Regions from separate parts of the Mus musculus genome. Here region 1 is linked to region 2. Evidence: chromatin contacts called from public HiChIP or PLAC-seq data. All regions are on one chromosome and are shown on one strand. Each heading gives the region's core, a stretch centred on a gene start, on an enhancer-like site or on the middle of the called end of the contact. The rest is flanking DNA. Distances are from core to core; before and after follow the strand shown.

Region 1 (5,723 bases), core at 1,502-4,001, 310 kb before region 2:
AAAGAATATGAAGAATATGACCAAATGAAAACAAACAGATCAAAAATTAGCCTCCACCTTGTATAGCCATTGAGAGTCATGATGTGTGTATTCTTTTTATTCTTACATTTCAGTTTTTCCCTATGAACAACTGAGCCTGCATATGCACATAGCTATAATTTACTCATGGGAAAAAGTCACAGGCCACAGAAACATGTGAAGTAAAACCACCCCCTGGCTATTCTTGTGACCCACAGTCCTAGCTCTGTAATTAGCCATTGTTTAAATGTTCTTTTTGAGGGTTGGGACTATTATTTGAAGAGATTTATGTATATTACAGCGCATGATTATCATGGCTACATGTCTCCCCTTCCCCAATCCCTCCTTCCTGCCTTACCTCCCTTCTCCCCTCTCTCTTTTCTTTTTAACTTTCTTCATGTCCCAGGCTGGAAACTCCTGAGCAGAAGCAGTTGTTCTACCTCAGCCTCCCGTAGCAGCTTGGTCCACTCCAGGCACACAGCACAGCACTCATGGGTGGGGTTTGGGAGCTCTATGCAGCAGTGGTCTTATCTCTCTAAGATCATGTACACATGAAGACAAGTTTTTATCATGCTTCTATTTCTTGCCAGTGTTTGCTTGTGTGCCTTTCTCTAGGGGGTGAGTCAGTTACACAGTACCATTTATAACTTTTCCCTCTGCAAATTTAGAAGGCTACTTGCTGTAAAATAAACATGACTTTGACTTGGAGTTGGCTATCACTCCCTCCTGACCGTCCCACTTATTTCTTCACCAGCCCCTCCCACTTCCTTACCAGTGGAGAAAGTCTCAACATCTCATTGACCAAATTTTAAGTCTTAGTTCTTTTCTGTATGTCACTCAACAAGTAATATTATAACCAGCTAGTAGAAGCTACAGAAGGAGAACTTTGATGCATTGTAATAACCAATTCAACAAGAGATCCCAAACTTTGAAAGGCCAAAGAGTGAGGCTTGATGATTATCAATGACGAAAAAGGTCCAGAACAATGCATCAGCACCAGAATGTGAATTCTCCATGAATAATTGAAAGCATTGAAAATATTTGAAAAGAATACTAGTCGCACTCTGTAAAAATATGTTTTATAATTTAAGGGTTCCACCTAAGATCACTGCTCACATTGCTGTACCTCAGCTCAGGAAGCTCTGTGCCTCAGAGGGATTAATGAAGATTAACTACGTTTGTGACCTTCTGGAATGTTCCGGGTGCTTAGTGTAGGCTAATTATTAAAGGTGGGATGATGAATCCAGGAGGAAGTGGTGTCTCCTCTGTGGCTTCTCATGAAGAGAACGAAGGGTGACCACCCAGAAGCAGCTTAGAGAAGACCTTCTGTAGCCTGAATGTTAATCTTGGGGTTCAGTGACTGCAGTTCCTTGATTCAGAGGATCAGCAATGAGGCCCTAAGACTCTGCAGTTCTCTCTCTCTCTCTTTCCTTCCTCCCTCCCTCCCTCCCTCCCTCCCTTCTTTCTTTCTTTCTTTCTTTCTCTTTCTCTCCTTCTTTCCTTTCTTTCTTTCTTTCTTTCTTTCTTTCTTTCTTTCTTTCTTTCTTTCTTCTTTCCTTTCTCTTTCCTCCCTCCCTCCCTCCCTCCCTCCCTCCTTCCTTTTCTCTCCCTCCCTTCTTCCTTTCCTCCCCTTCCTTCCCTTCCTCCCTTCCTTCTTTCCTCCCTCCCTCCCTTTCTTTTTTCCATCCCTCCCCCTCTCTCTCCTTCCTTCCTTTCATCCTTTCTTTCTTCCTTCCTTCTTTCCTTTCATCCTTCCTTCCTTCCTTTCATCCATCCATCCATCCATCCTTCCTTCCTCTCTCTCTCTCTCTCTCTCTCTCTCTTTCTCTCTCTCTTCAGTCAGGGTTTCTCTGTGCATCCCGGCTATTCTGGAACTCTGTAGACCAGGTTGGCCTCAATCCCAGAGATTACTCTGCATTTCTAATGCACACACAGTGCTGCCATGGCTGTGAACCACATTTTTCAGAGATACTTATGGGGGATCAGGCAATCAAGTTGAGGCTAGACTAAATGAATATCTATTCCAGCCTCCAGACCTTTGGAATCTGTCTGCAAAAATCATTCACCATTCAATGGTCATAGACAGGTGGCAGTGGAATGTGTTTAAAGAAACTTATTGGTATTTTACAGGTAATGCTGGTACTACAAAATTTAAGAGACACGAAAAGAGTACTCAGTAAAAGAACAAAGCCCTCCTTCTCCCTTCTCTAGTCACCCGGGTCCTTTCCTTAGGCTTTATTTATGATTATTAGGCTTTGGTGGTGGGGGTGGGGTTTATTTTTTCCCCCAGGGGCAATCTGGGTATGTGCACGCATATACTGTTCTTCTCTAGTTCTTCTATCTTACTTTTCCCTCTGAGATGTATCATAGAACCATCATATATTAGTACATATGGAGTTGTTGCAACAACTAAGATAACTTCGTATTAACATATAAACTAAACAGTTCTCTATTGATAAATATTCCTTGCACAGTTTTGCTTGCACAATGTTACCATGAAGACATTTGGACACATCTTATGTCAGACAAATAGAATCTATTCCCAGGAGCAGAATTGCTGGATCAAAGGACATGGGTGTCTAACATTTTGATGGGTGGTACCACCTTGCTTTACATGGCTGCTTTGGCAGTCTGCAGTTCCACTAAACATGCACGGGGTGTTCTTTCCCCACACCCTGGCCCACACCAGATTTGCAAATGCTTTGATGTCTGCCAGTGTGGTAGGTGCTGATGTCTCATTGCGGTTTAATTTGCATTTCCCATAGTAGGAGTGACATTGAGACAGTTAACCCATTGTCCCTCAGCCATTCCCATTTCATTTCCAGGAGGTTCCAGCTGCTAACCTTTCCTGGTGATTGGCACGCACTCCTTACAAATAAGGAAATTCATCATTTGTCATGTGAGTTGCAAACATTTCCTGCAGATAACTTTATTTGGGCTTAGTCAGGTGTCATAACCTTTGCATAGTCTCATGGGTCAGATTTTTCAGTCGTGTGTATTTGTGTATGTGTGTTTGCCATACGGTCTCTGGCTCTCCCAGTTAGAAAACACCAAATGATTCTCCTTGGTTTATTCTGGTGTTTTTCCATTTTACTCTCTCTTATTTAAATCTGCGATGTAACTAGAACTTACCTCAACAGGCTAGGTGTGGACCTATTTTTTTTCCAGGAGGTCACAAAAGATCACATAGTAAACAATTTTTCTCCTAGTCACAGTTGAACACTGTTTTTTGTGAACACACATGTCCCATGTTTATGTCTTAACTTTCTACTCCATTCCATTGATTTACCCACTTGTGAGCCTTGTTGCATGATCGTAACTTTTAATATCTTTCAAAACATTTTATTTATTTATTTATTTTTTATTTTTTATTTATTGTTTTTTTGAGACAGGGTTTCTCTGTGTAGCCCTGGCTGTCCTGGAACACACTTTGTAGACCAGGCTGGCCTCGAACTCAGAAATCTGCCTGCCTCTGCCTCCCGAGTGTTGGGCTTAAAGGTGTGCGCCACCACGCCTGGCATTAAATACTGAGTGAGTTGGTCCCCATTCATTACTCCTGTCTCCCTACTCCTTGTCTTTTCTTTTTGTGGGGGATTACTCTTACCTGTTTCAAGTTTGAATGGTGCATGTCTATGCTTGTGTGGTTAAAAAACATCTGAATGCCATTTTTTTTTCCCGATGGCGCTTTAGATTTTAGATAGATTTAAGGCAGCAGATGTTTTTATGATACTGAGTGTTCTTAACAAAGAACATTGTGCATTTTCTACTGGTTTGTTTTTCTTTTGGCTCTTAAGAATAGCATCTTAAAGTTTTCTATATGTAGATTGTATAGATCTTCTCTTCCTCATCTTGATCTTGGTTATTCTCAGATCTTTTGACTTTTTTCCTTTGAGTCTGCCAGTGTGAGTGTGCGTATTTGTGTTTGTGTGTGTTTGTATGTTTGCTTGTGTGTGGAGTGTGTGAGTGGGTAAGTGCACAAATGAAGATGCAGATGGTAGCCATAGGTCAACCTCCAGTGCTTATCTATAAGCACCAACTTCTTCTTCTCCTCCTCCATCCTCCTCCTTCTTCCTCCTCCTCTTCCTCTTCTTCCTCTTTCCTCTCCTCCTCCTCCTACCCCCTCCCTCCTCATCCTTCCCTCATTTTGTCTTGAGAAGCTAGTTTCAGGGATCTGCCTGTCTCCCCCATCACCAGATCTGAGATTCCAAGCATACTCTGCCATGCCTGGCTTCTTAAATTCGGGTTTCTTCTTGGGCTGATGGTTCAGTAAAGATTAAGAACACTGACTGCTCTTCCAGAGGACCCAGGCTTGATTTCTGGCTCATATGTGGTGACTCACAGTTCTCAGAAATTCCAGTTCCAGGGGATGTAGAATTATCTTCCGGCCTCCAAGAACATCGGGCATACATGCAGTCCACATACACACATGTGGTAAACACCTATACAGATAAAAGTAAATAAAATCAAATGTGGCTCTGGGGCTCACATTCAGGCTTCCAAGGCAAGCACTTTTCTGACTGAGACATCTCCCAATTCTTTTTTTTTTTTTAAATTTATTTTTTATTAGGTATTTTCCTTGTTTACATTTTCAATGCTATCCCAAAAGTCCCCCATACCCACCCCCTCCCCCCAATCCCCTACCCACCCACTCCTCCTTTTGGCCCTGGGGTTCCCCTGTACTGGGGCATATAAAGTTTGCAAGTCCAATGGGCCTCTCTTTGCAGTGATGGCCGACTAGGCCATCTTTTGATACATATTCTTTAAAAAAGAACTTTTAAAGATAAAAGTTTGAGACGTGTTCTTACCATTGTAACCCAGGCTAGCCTAGAATTTATGATCCCTCTGCTTACTCTGCATGCTGGTATTATAGGAGTGTGCTCTGTAACCTGGTTTGTCGGTTGTTGTTTGTTTTGTTTTCCAATTGTAGATAGATTTTCCCTTTCATCATGTCTTCTAATTGACTATTGTTTGGATATGGAAAAACTATTATTTTTTCTATAGTAACTTGGGGCCCAACCTCCCTAATGAATCTTCTCCCTCTCCCTCTCCCTCTCCCTCTCCCTCTCCCTCTCCCTCTCCCTCTCCCTCTCCCTCTCCCTCTCCCTCTCCCTCTCCCTCTCCCTCTCCCTCTCTTTCTCCCTCTCCCTCTCTTTCTCCCTCTCCCTCTCTTTCTCCCTCTCCCTCTCTTTCTCCCTCTCCTCCTCCTCCTCCTTCCTCCTCCTCCTCCTCCTTCCTCCTCCTCTTCTTCACAGCTGTCCTTCGGTGTTCCTTTGGTGTTATACATGAACCATCAGGCAGTCTGAGGTTTAGACTGAGGTTTCTGCTCCCCCATTATTTATAGCAGTGCATATTTGAAGTCGACAGAGAATGTGAGTGATGTTTTCTAGAGTATTCTGGAATATTTTCATCCCTTTGGCACCATCTTCAAACACTCAAGAGATGTAAATTCTGAGGTAATACCCACTGTCTATCTTGGATCATCTAAATTAATTTCATTGGCCAGTACCCATGATACTTGCCTCTGCTCCAGGTTTTAGATCTATTGTCTTTATATCTGAACAACTGTCTTAGTTATTAGCTTCAGAGTGTAAAGACTCATGGGATCCAGCAGCTTTCTCAGGCCCTTTCTGCCATCAATGGCAATGCCCCTTTATTTTTTTCCTAGGAAGCAGATGCCACACTTTTAGTTGGGATATAGGTTCTTC
Region 2 (6,194 bases), core at 34-2,533:
TCTTCTTTTGCCTCTCTCTCTCTCTCTCTCTGCTTGTAAACATATGCTAATCTATGAATGTTTATTGAATAATATTGGGAAACCCAAAAACTTTGACCAGCTACATGCCATATTATCAATTAATACAAATGATTAAGTCTTTCATCTATGTTTTGTCTGATACTCACACATGTATGTATGTATGTATGTATGTATGTATGTATGTATGTATGTATGTATGTATGCAAGTGTGAACAATGTTGGCACAACTGTGAGAACACCAGAAACCAGACATCATGTACATATATATTTACCCACATATATTCTCAGTTATAGAGACCAATCAGTTCTTTTACTAAGATCTTTAGCTGAATACATGAGTCAGGTGGATCAAACTATTTCTTAAAGGCATTGTCATTTGTTTTGTTTTGTTTTGTTTTTCAACCTATATTATCAAATGCAAACATGGAAAAAATATTAATACCAGTCCTCTGACTGTTCTCACTAATCCCTATTAGCTAGGTTTTCCTTCCTGTCAAAAAAACATCTGAAGCATAACTTCATAAGAGGTTTAGTTTTAAATTCTTACTGCATTAATTAATTAGCTAAATAATTAAATATTGAACACTGTGTATGTCAGAGGACAACTTTGTGGAGTTGGTTCTATCCTTCCGATATGTGGGTCCCAGTGATCTAACTCAAGTCAGGCTTAGTACTATGTATCCTTGGCCACTGAGCCACCCTGCTGACCCTTGGAGGTTTATTTAATACACAATTCTGAAAATAAAGGCTTCAAAAAGAAACCACATCTGGTAATCTGTTTTGTTGTTGTTTGTTTGTTTGTTTGTTTTTAACTAGCATTATACCAGGGCAGCATGTGGGACTACACAGCAAGAGACAGGAAGTCTGTATGTCACTTGTGGTCTCACTCCTTTTAAAGGCACTGAGACACATTGTGAGGGATCAGCTCCCGTGACCTCATCCAACCCTAATCAGTCCTTGGAAGCCCCGCCCCTAAGCACACTGGATTGTGTCTGCCCTCTTCATTATGTTAACATATAACTTTGGAGATTAAAATCTTGTGTGAATTCATGGGACACATCATGGAATCTCTAACACCATAGGATTTTTGCCAGGAGATGTCACAAATAGGTCATGACACACCTTCCTCTCTGAGCCTGCATCTGGCTTCAGACTCTTCTCAGCAGGAAGTTCCAGAAAATTGCTAGCCACTGACCAGACAGAAATGTAACACAAAAAAGTTTCCATCTTTGTTTTGAATGTCATTAATGTTTGCTATGACTCATGCCATTTGTTAAAGGGCTCATTCTATTGACTTCTTCAGCTTTGGGCCTGAACCAAGTGGCTTTATGTGCTGGTGGCCCAGTTCTGCTTGCTAGCTTGTTTTCCTGTTTGTGCTCACATTTCTTACTTTGAATTTTCCCCTGTGAAGCTTCTAGACTTACCTAAAGAAAGCCAGATTCAGTAGTGTTTGTTTGCATCTTGTTGTGTTTGGTGGTCCCTAACAATGTAACCGGAGCAGGTGCACTTAAATGCAATTGTGCTAAATTCTGCTCATTCAACAAATGATTATTGAGCACATAGCCCTCGGGTCTTGCACTTTAGAAAGAACATAAAAGACTGGGTTTCTGCCTCCCCAAATTTTACATTTAAAGAAAAAGAAAACGTATTTAGGAAACTATTTATTTGGTCTTCATGAGATCTGTGAGCTGTTAAAACTCTTTCACAATTTTTACTTTTTGGCTAAGTCACAATCTGAGATATGAGATTTGAAAAACACAGTCAGTTGGCAGCAAGTGTGAGCGACACCAACTGCTGCAAAGCTCTGGAACACGGCAGGATCCTGTGCGTGATCAAGTCCTGCCTATGTGCTCCAAGTTAATCCACTTGCTCATAAAACAGAGCCGCTGTTTGTTTATTGCTTGGCAATTCATTTTCTCCAATTTCAAAAAACACTGGAAATCTTACCCACTTTTAAATGTTTTTTTTTTTTTTTGTTTTTTTTGTTTTTTAATGTTTCAAAGTATTTTGGCAGAGCAGAATGTCCAAGCAGATGATGTGACCAGGTCTGAAATTCCTATCAATACCTGATCTCTCCTCCACCCTCATCAGTCTTTGTTGTTACGGGGGCCTGCCAGTCTTTCACGTGAGCCTTGGCAAGTCAGTTGACATCACATCGCTGAGACTCGCTTCTTTATCTCCTCAGGGAGGATAATGATATCTACCTACCAGCAACGTCACGAGGGCTAAAGAGACAATGCCAACTAAAGCTGTAGCATATACTAAAGCTCCATTCTTCTCCTTATCAATACTATAACAACACTGCCAAGGAATGCAAGGGATTTTGTTTGGGCCTCACTCATCTGTCTGTCCATTTGTCCATCCATCCTTCCACCCACCTACCTACACAATCAGGAGTATTCTCTATTCCTGGCCTGCTGTACACAGGCTCTTGTGCCTGACCCTATCCAAATACACAGCTTTCTCTTTCACCGCACTTGGAAAACAAATACCGACGTAATTAGAATACAAAGTGCCAAGGAGAGACACATTTGCACAGCTTGCTTTCCATTGCTGGATAAAACTCTGCGCAAACCAACTTGGGGAGCAAAGGGTGGTTTATTTCACCTTACATTTTAGAATCTATCATCGAGGAAAATCAGGGCAGCACTCAAAACAAGAGCTTGGAGGCATGAAGATCGGACCTAGAGAACCTCTGCCTAGTTGCTTGCTCCCTATAGCTTGCTCAGCTTGGATTCTTATACAACCCAGGACCGCCTGTCTGAGTGTTGGCATCTAACACCCCCTCCCACAAATACACACATCAATCAATAATCAAGAAAATGCCCCACAGACTTGTTTACAATCCAGCCTGCTGGAGGCAGTTCCTCCAGGAAAGTTTCCTCTTTCTGGGTTTTCTGGAAAAGATAAACCAGTGTTCTTCATCCTCCCTAGATAAGCCAGTCCTTCTACAGCAGCTTAGTAAGAGTCCCTAAAATCTTTGCCTTTCTACATGATTATGTTTTTCCTAAGAGCTAGCCATTGTAGCTCTCCTGGACTCTTTCACTAAACTTTCAGAAGCAAAAATTCATGAAAGGTGAGTTCTTTTATTCCCTTTGAAGGATTCCATAAGCCTGGAAAAGTTGGTTTTGAAAGTAGCCTTTGCCTTTCTTTATGAGCTAGGAAACAACGGAATATCTAGCTCTTACCTGCACAGGGCCATCTATATTTTGATTTCACACTAGAAACCCCTGGGACAATGAGGTTTGAGGTTTTCCACTCAATTATTTGATATTTGTTCAATTTCATGGCCATCATTCTGGCTCTGCTCTCCTTGAACAGTTTCTATGTCATCATCTTTTTTTTTTTTTTGAAGTTCCCTGAAGTTGTTTTTATAACATGGTTAAAATTGAGAGCACTGGAGATGTGCATTTACAGACCATGAAACAGTATAATCAAGGCCATCCTCTCTCTCTCTCTCTCTCTCTCTCTCTCTCTCTCTCTCTCTCTCTCTCTCTCTGTGTGTGTGTGTGTGTGGTGTATGTGTGCTTGTAGATGTGTTTATGTGTGTAAGTGAGGGTGTGCATGTGTCCATATGAATATGTGTAGGTAGCTAGGTCAGAGGTCAACCTTGAGTGTCCTTCCTAGTTGGGAATCCATATTAATTGTCTAGGTTGGAGAAGGGGAGGGAAGTCTCCTGTTTTTACATGAAATTCACTGATTGGCTAGGCAGCTGGCTCACCATCCCTAGGGACCTGCTTGGCTCCCACTCCCTATCTCTGCTACAGGTACATCCCACCATGACACCACAGTTTTAAAAATGAATTCTGGGGAGGCAGGGAACTGAAGTCTGCATGTTTGTGTGGCAAACTTGTTGCAAACTGACAGAGCAAACTCATCAGTCCTGTTCTCTTTCTGTTTAGAAACTCTACCAAATGCAAACTCAATTGCAGGAATGACTTCTCCATGATGATGCAGATCAAGGTGGGATTTATAACTTCTGCCGATTATTACTTAATAGGAGGTAAATTAATATTCTGTTTTCCGTGTGTGAATGCACATGTGTATATACATATATATACACACATATATATGTGTATATATATATATATATACATACATGCAAAATATATAACCATTTATATCACACACGTTTTTGCTGTGATTACTTCTCATTGCTCTAAAAAAGAAATTCTAGCCATACAAATAGCCAAGAAGATAAAGGAACACTAATACTGAGAAGTCATTTCCAATTTTGTAAATTATTTTAAAGTTTTTATATCTCAAAAATCACTAAGGTTGCTTGTTTGCAAAGCAAATAGTCCATCTCTCCTTAGCTTTTTGACTCAAATTGAGTGTAAGAAGTGAATATACAAACCCAAAGTTACCACCCAATGATGACAAAATACAATAGGGAACTTTTCAATGTAGAAATATAGGATAATAAAAAATGAAACTTGGTATAAATTGAAATGATAAAGGTTAAAGACTTTCATAATAATTATTAGACTTCTTTGACATCTATGAATGGGGTGTGTAAATGAGAACCATGCTTTGTCCTTAGGAGCTTCAGTTGATACTGTTCCATTCCCCCAAGTAATTTTAAGTTTAAAACCTATTTTTTTAAAACTTAAATTTATCTTAAATTCTTCTTGCAGTTTATTGACCCTAACTGAAATCCAAGTCATATCACTTTTGTGTTTTGAGTTGGAGCAGAGTACTCTCTTGCACTCTGGGTCACATTCTATGCCCAGCCAGCATGTCCTACAGAGTCAGCATCTTTCACAGGAAGGCATTCCTCACTTGATGCCTTGGGGCTTGTCTCCCAAAGACTTCATATCTGGATTGTGACCCCCCCCCCCAAGGAAACATTCTTTCTTTTGGTTCCTCCTTCTCCTCCTCCTCTTTCTTTTTCTCATCATTCTTTTCTTCCTGCTGTTCTTCTTCATTTCCCCCTCCCTTCTCCTCCTCCTTCTCCTGATATTCCTTCATCCAAACAACCTCAGGACTTGGTTCATAGTGATGAATTTATGTGCACCATATCGCTTCTTGATTGGTCATCAAAGCTCGGAAGCTTGTAGCCAGTCTGGGATTACTGTTCTCCCAGTCAAAGCCATCATATATAGGTCCCCAAGTGTAAATCAACTGAATAAGAATGCTATCACTGAAGGAGTGGAGAATTCTCCAGAAGACGAGCCTTACACCCTCTTTAGGAACCATATTGATGGTTCAAACTCACATTTCCCTTAATAGCAGAGCAGAAGCAATAACTTCTGCATGACAAACACACCCTAAAATACAAAACAGATGAGCTCTATAAACTCCTTGGCACTCGATGATTGCAATAACTGACAGATAAATTTGATAAGGCAGATAAAAATGAATATAATAGAAAATGATGGGCAAAATTCATTTCGTTGTGAAAGTTTACAAGAGCAAGGGAATGACACACACACACACACACACACACACACACACACAGAGAGAGAGAGAGAGAGAGAGAGAGAGAGAGAGAGAGAGAGAGAGAGAGAAGTGCATACATAAAGGAGACCAACCCTGAAGATCAACCCAGAATAAATTAACTTGCAATTGGTGACACTGTGATAATACATGGGATCCATATATTTTAAATGCACATCTTCAAACCCAGCAGAACAACTTGCTCACCCATGATTCTGCAACTCAGCTCATTTTTCCTTTACTCCCAATTTCTACTGCTCCCCCCTGCCATATTTTCTGTGACTGTAAGTATTTTCAGCAGGTTCTCATGCCCCACTGAGTTATTAGCACCTCTTAGGGTACTTCATGACTTCATCTTCTTGCTATGTGTTCTCATAGAAACAGAATACAGTGTAACACAACTGAGAAGAGGCCTGTGCCTTTCCTGTGTGCATCTTCAAGCCTGATATTAACTAAAAGAGTGAGGCTGAGGGTATAAGCTTTACTGTGGATTTTGGTAGTGATTCCCCTTACATCTCCCAAAACCTTCTGTTTTTAATAAACTTTACTAGAAATGTAACATGACCAAAAAGTATAATCAAGTACATTGTATACGCATGAATCATAATAAATGGGGATTAGATAATGCTTTTGCTTACATGAAGAGGCTGTTTCACAGTTGATATTTATTTTTTAGTGGGAAAATTGTTTTGGTGAAGCAAGCGAGTCTGGATAGAGTAGAATTTATGATTATC

The links. HiChIP or PLAC-seq counts read pairs in DNA pulled down with a chosen protein or histone mark.
Region 1: a contact with region 2 is called in an HNF4G HiChIP or PLAC-seq map of pancreatic cancer cells. The contact joins two enhancer-like sites. A contact is called at or near these places in 1 of 15 datasets of contacts at CTCF or cohesin (the NIH/3T3 cell line) and 2 of 115 datasets of contacts at active chromatin or transcription factors (astrocytes and pancreatic cancer cells).

What each region holds. Positions count from the first base shown.
Region 1 is chr4:56,497,154-56,502,876 of GRCm38.p6, reverse strand. No RefSeq gene overlaps it. Among named protein-coding and RNA genes, the nearest start is that of Gm34628, 22 kb to the right of the region's middle. Within about 2 kb of position 2,751, at least 8 of the 459 cell types and tissues checked have an H3K27ac peak or open chromatin away from gene starts, as enhancers often do. A contact at or near this core is called in pancreatic cancer cells, where this site is marked.
Region 2 is chr4:56,188,335-56,194,528 of GRCm38.p6, reverse strand. No RefSeq gene overlaps it. Among named protein-coding and RNA genes, the nearest start is that of Gm42291, 120 kb to the left of the region's middle. Within about 2 kb of position 1,283, at least 5 of the 459 cell types and tissues checked have an H3K27ac peak or open chromatin away from gene starts, as enhancers often do. A contact at or near this core is called in pancreatic cancer cells, where this site is marked.